2 separate regions of the Anser cygnoides genome follow, and region 2 is linked to region 1. A link is a contact called in public Hi-C data. All regions are on one chromosome and are shown on one strand. Each heading gives the region's core, a stretch centred on a gene start, on an enhancer-like site or on the middle of the called end of the contact. The rest is flanking DNA. Distances are from core to core; before and after follow the strand shown. Region 1 overlaps DDC (dopa decarboxylase). Region 2 overlaps COBL (cordon-bleu WH2 repeat protein).

Evidence for each region. A called contact is a pair of places that touch in the nucleus more often than the background predicts.
Region 2: a contact with region 1 is called in a Hi-C map of liver, with 2.6 times the contacts expected there. The contact joins two enhancer-like sites. A contact is called at or near these places in 2 of 7 Hi-C or Micro-C datasets (both in liver).

What each region holds. Positions count from the first base shown.
Region 1 is chr2:89,889,560-89,892,167 of Taihu_goose_T2T_genome, reverse strand. All of the region lies in intron 12 of DDC (dopa decarboxylase), which reads left to right. Among named protein-coding and RNA genes, the nearest start is that of FIGNL1, 12 kb to the right of the region's middle. Within about 2 kb of position 1,302, at least 3 of the 3 cell types and tissues checked have open chromatin away from gene starts, as enhancers often do. A contact at or near this core is called in liver, where this site is marked.
Region 2 is chr2:90,240,836-90,243,443 of Taihu_goose_T2T_genome, reverse strand. The region is part of intron 9 of COBL (cordon-bleu WH2 repeat protein); the gene reads left to right. Among named protein-coding and RNA genes, the nearest start is that of COBL, 94 kb to the left of the region's middle. Within about 2 kb of position 1,328, at least 2 of the 3 cell types and tissues checked have open chromatin away from gene starts, as enhancers often do. A contact at or near this core is called in liver, where this site is marked.

The DNA.
Region 1 (2,608 bases), core at 53-2,552:
CTGCTTTACTAGACTGCCATTACAGTTTCTAGAGCTTTGCTCTCTCAGGTTAGATTTCTGGAGACGACAGTTATTTCAGAATGATGCCAAGGTTTTAAGTAGGGCTAAATCCCTCACTGGGAAAACAGAGGATTGGAAGCCCCATGTTGATGACACGGCCTTTCTCAGGCAGGTTTCCACAATTCAGTATTCACGTTCAACAAGATGCTTCACAGTTCTCTCATTCCCTGTCTCCCAGACATTTCCCTGGCTGTCCAGCCAAAAAGTGCTTGTCTTCCCATTACCGTAGCTGGTTTTGTATTTTCTATGACAACACAGTTTGGTAAGGCAAAGCAAATCAATCCTTTCCTAAAGATACTGACTCTAAAGTTGGAACCCTCTTATGTTCCCTTATTTGCAAAGATAATTCGGAAAACTAGATTTCCAAGGCCTCCTTGAATTGTGCGTGTGTTTAATAGTTCATTAAAGACTAAAGTGTTCCCTGGTACACAGAGGAAAAAAAGTTATGACCTTACGTTTGCAACTTTGGAAAAATATTAAGGGTAATTAAGTGCAGAATTTGACTCAATGTATAATTACAGAGTCACAGAATCATAAAGGTTGGAAAAGACCTCCAAGATCATCTGGTCCAACCATCCCCCCACCACCACTATCACCCACTAAACCATGTCCCCAAGCACCAGGTCCAACCTTTCCTTAAACACTCCCAGGGGCGGTGACACCACCACCTCCCTGGGCAACCCGTTCCAGTGCCTGACTGATCCACCAAACTGGAACCATTAAGTTAGTTCCTCCTCACCCCCTGCCCGGATTACTCATTAAACTGTACTGATTAAATTCAGTGGGCTTCAAACCTGTTTCAAAACAAACAAACATTTCTACCTCTTTCAGTTCAAAGTTTGTTCTTTTTTTTTTCTTTTTTTTTTTTTCTTTTAGTAGTAACGTTTAGAAAAAAAAAAAAAAAGGTTGTTTATTATGTTGCAACCTTTAAGGTCTGCATCAAAATGACCGGATAACCACCGCAGCTTGGTATTTGCTTGTACTGAGACAGGCATTTAGGAACCAAAATATTCCTAGGAGATGAGAATGAGTGACTTTGATTTAGATATAGTAACTTTTTTGTTTTCCAAACCTTCCAGTTATGCACTTTCTTCCCACACAACATGTAATATTAACCTATTGCAAAGTATAGGTTTTAGAGCAGTGGTAAAGGGGAGGGCGGTCATCTCAGAAGGATGTGGGGAGAGAAAAATACAAATTTTGGAGGTAAGTCCCAAAGCTGTGGAGGAGATGTACAAAGAGGGCAAAAGCAACAACAGTCCTCTGGACTGATTCCAAACAGTCAGTATAAATGTGAAACCCCCAAAGTCCATTTGTAAATGGCACATTTGTAAACTGCTTGGCCATGTATTATTTCTTTGTCCTTTTAAGTCATCTCAAAGAGCTCAGAAGTCATCTGAGAAATTTAGAGGTTAATGCTTTCGTAGGTAATCCCCAGGAACATTCTGAGTCAGTTAAATCCTGTGGAGGTCCAGAAGAAATCAGTGTACCACATTCTCCCTTTCTCACCGACAAAAATGAATTCTATTAACAATTAACAGCTGAGATCAAGAAACTGGAACTGTACAGAACAGCAGTCCCAGAGATAGCACTGCAGCTGGGCAGTGGCATCGTCCGAGTGGCTGTTTAGAGGACACTTTTTGCAGCATCTTCATTCATTCTAGTGAGATGTGAGCTAAAGCAGGCAGAGAGGTGAAATCTGTAGAAGAAAAGTATGAAGTGATCAAGGCTGTGCAAGTATGTGTACTTGCATATACACATTATTGCACTCTGATGCTTCTGAGAAACTCCCTTGTATCAAAAACTGTTTTAGTTCTGGAAGGAGTTGCCCGACTATTCCATTCTCAATTGAAACATTTAAATGCAACAGCCCATATCTGTATATGTGCTTCTATTTTTCTGTATATGCACACATATACATACTTAAATACAGATTTTTTTAAATAAGAACCACATCTTAACACCTCACAAGTGCACTGCTCCCATGAGTAAGACATTTCCCCTAATCCTGAATAATCACATTACTTAGATCCCCTTTTTTGCTTTCTCAATGCAAAAGGGCAATGGTTATTTACCTGAGATAGAGGGACACAAAAATCCCTTGCCGTACCCATGCCCAGAGAGGGGTTACAGCTCTTCCAGTCGAGAGAGGCAGGTGTGACGCTTCACAGAGTTTGAACTTCCAGGGTTAATAACGTTTAACTTTATTGGATTTATTTATGTTTGGTTGCAACAATCTTTGTAAAAGCAATTCAGGATATTAGCTTACGGTTCAAAGGTGCAGGGCCTTGGGTCACTGTGCTAAGCAAAGCTGGGGGGGAGGAAAGCTAAGCAAGTGAAACTTGTTAGTTCCTCCTTTCTCTACTTCTCAGTCCTGCCTGTAAAAATCTAAAACACTTGGTGCCCCCCGGTGGCTTTTCAAATTATTGCTACTTGATAAAGCTTGCTACGAAAAAAATGACTTCCATACAGAATGCTTCCAGCATTTTAATTTGTGTTTTACTGAATACGCTATATTTTTCCTTGCTTTTATTTCTTTCAAATCCTT
Region 2 (2,608 bases), core at 79-2,578, 350 kb before region 1:
TTATGCTACCTGCCTTGGGAATAATACCACAATTTACCATCTGGTGAGATCATGATAGTATCACTTGACCTCCACATGTGGTCTCTGTCAAGCACTTCATTGAAATCTGGCAAGACATCAGGGCCCGAACATACTGTTCTATGCAGCCCTGAATTTTGGCAGGGTTGCAACATTTAGTAAGTAAACTTCATCTGGCTTGCAAGTCACAGACAAATAGGACAGGCTGATGTCATCGTAAGCTTTAACTCTCATTAAAGAGAAAGTATGTGTTGAGTAATTATTAGACTTTGTCGGTTAAGGTATTTAGGGGAAGTTAAATAGACAGATAATTTTAAGCTGCAAGGTTTCTAAAGAACTGGCATTCAGTAAGCAGTGAAAAATGACCCTTGCTTAATTTAGAAACTGGGTTTGTATCACTCTTCAGATTTCACTTGTAACTCTACCTTTCTTATATCTTAAATTAGAAAGGTAAATATTTATATACTAGAAAAGTTAACTAAGTAAATGTATGCTGTGTAAATCAGGTTTAATTGCATTCTGGTCATTTTTTAGCCAAATAAGAAAACAAGGAGAAACATCACAAATAGATATAATCTAGTAAAAACTGTTCACTGCTTTCTAAAGCTTTTTTTTTGTTTGAGTTAATTCACAGTCAAGCCATGAAAGTAATAAAAACAGAGAGAGGGGAATGCAAATCCAGTTCATTTGACTGCATGACACTTCAGTTTTTCATCTCTTTGAAGAACGAACAGTGTAGGTCAACCAAAGGTACGGGTATGTTGTTCTGTTTGCTGTGTGCCCACCTTAACCAGGACATCAGGGTTCAGCAGACTGTCCCCGAGCCCTGCTGAGCTGCGTGTTGCTGCCACTTCCAGGCAAGGATAGGAAGCAGAATGCCATGGTGGGTTTCTCAAACCAAGGTTTGTGGCAGAGCCCATTCATCGTTTTGGGTGATAAAAATCTTATACTTGTGAGGAGTGGCTTGGCGTAGAGCTGTGTTATGCTACAGTCCATAGTAACACGTCTAACCTACACCGTGATACCATTTTGCTATTCCACCTTCTCGTTGGTTTCTCAAGATCATGGAAGTAGGGCTTTCTGGCTGCCCTTTGTAAGCCCTGGAAGGAGCTAGACTGAGTGGAAATTTGCAGGGAGGAGCAGGAAATGATGACATGAAACTATCACTTGACTTACTGCCCAAAACATGTTTCCCAGCCATTTTGTGTGTTTGCAGACAGAGGGGGCTTGTCCAAGGAAGGCGAATACTGCAGATAAATCCGGTGTGCTCTTTTCTAAATTGAGAATAATTGTAAGGATGTTGCTTAGGATTTGGTGCTGTTCTAAGCACTAGAAATTCCCATCGAATTTCTCTGAAGGAGAAAATTCTAAGTGTAAAGGAAAACCTAAGCTCCAGAGAGGTATGTAGTTTAGTGGCAGCAGAAAGGGTATGGTTTTCCTTGCTTCTGGTAGAATGTTTGTGTGATTGCAATCCACTTTCTGGCCCTAACATGTTAGATTACAGCCCATCCTTTTAGCAGAAAATTGGACAAAGATGCAAACTAAATTTTTCAGATCTTCAGCTGGCTTATGACGTTTCTCAGATTTTTAGGGACAGAACAACAGACCGACTAGTCAACCAGCCTGTAATCCTGAATGTGATACGGAGGAAGAAAATATTATACGTAAAACCCTCATGCCAGGGCCTTTCCTAAAGGCACTAGTGGCTCAAGGAGGTATGACAGACACCTATCAAATTCATTCATAAAGTTGCCAGAAGAAATATTAAGCTACGGTCCAACTGTGTATTTTAAACTCTAATTAATGCTCAATTGTTCTATTCAAATTTATTGCTCTAACTGAAAAGATAAGCACAAACATTAAAAGAAAATTTTGAGTTTGTTTTTTTTTTTTCCTTTTTTTGTTTTACTTCACAGGCTATTTCTAGAAGAGAAATCAATCTTAATAGCAAATCAGTTTGTGGTGGTTTAAAATATGAATTTGAAGTGACTGAGGTTTTTGATTTTTTTCCCCTAAATGAAGACATAAATGAGGAGGATTACATTGTATTCAGAGAAACAGAGGAAGTTCAATTCTCTGCCAAAACAAACATCCGCAGACTTGTGTAGTCTACATGTTTCAATGCATGTGAAAGCATTTGCTGCTGTAGAGTGACTTCCTTGAGTGGAAATAATATTCCAGCTAGTAATGAGATTTTGCAAAAGAAGGAAATCACAGCTATCTTAGTAATTTAACATCTCAAATTTGTTTATGGATAGTTTCCTGTCTGACACATTTAGCTGAACAAGTTAAAGTGTTTAAAGAAGATTAGAATGACATTAATTTTTAACTGCCCTTGACCATGACATTTCACAAAGGGTGTGTTCAATAAAAACAGACGGAAAAATGAGCTTGCCCCTTCACCTTGTAGTGGCTTTCTTGTGTCAACTGATTTAGCTTTCTGTCGCCAATCAACTGAGCATTCAAGGACATCCTTGACTTTTGTCTTTTTCATTTTATGAATAAAAACAGCACAAAAGCGTAGCAATTTCTGTAAAATCCAGTAATGCTAACCTTTTTATCTGTTATTAATACTGAGCTGTTTTTGCAG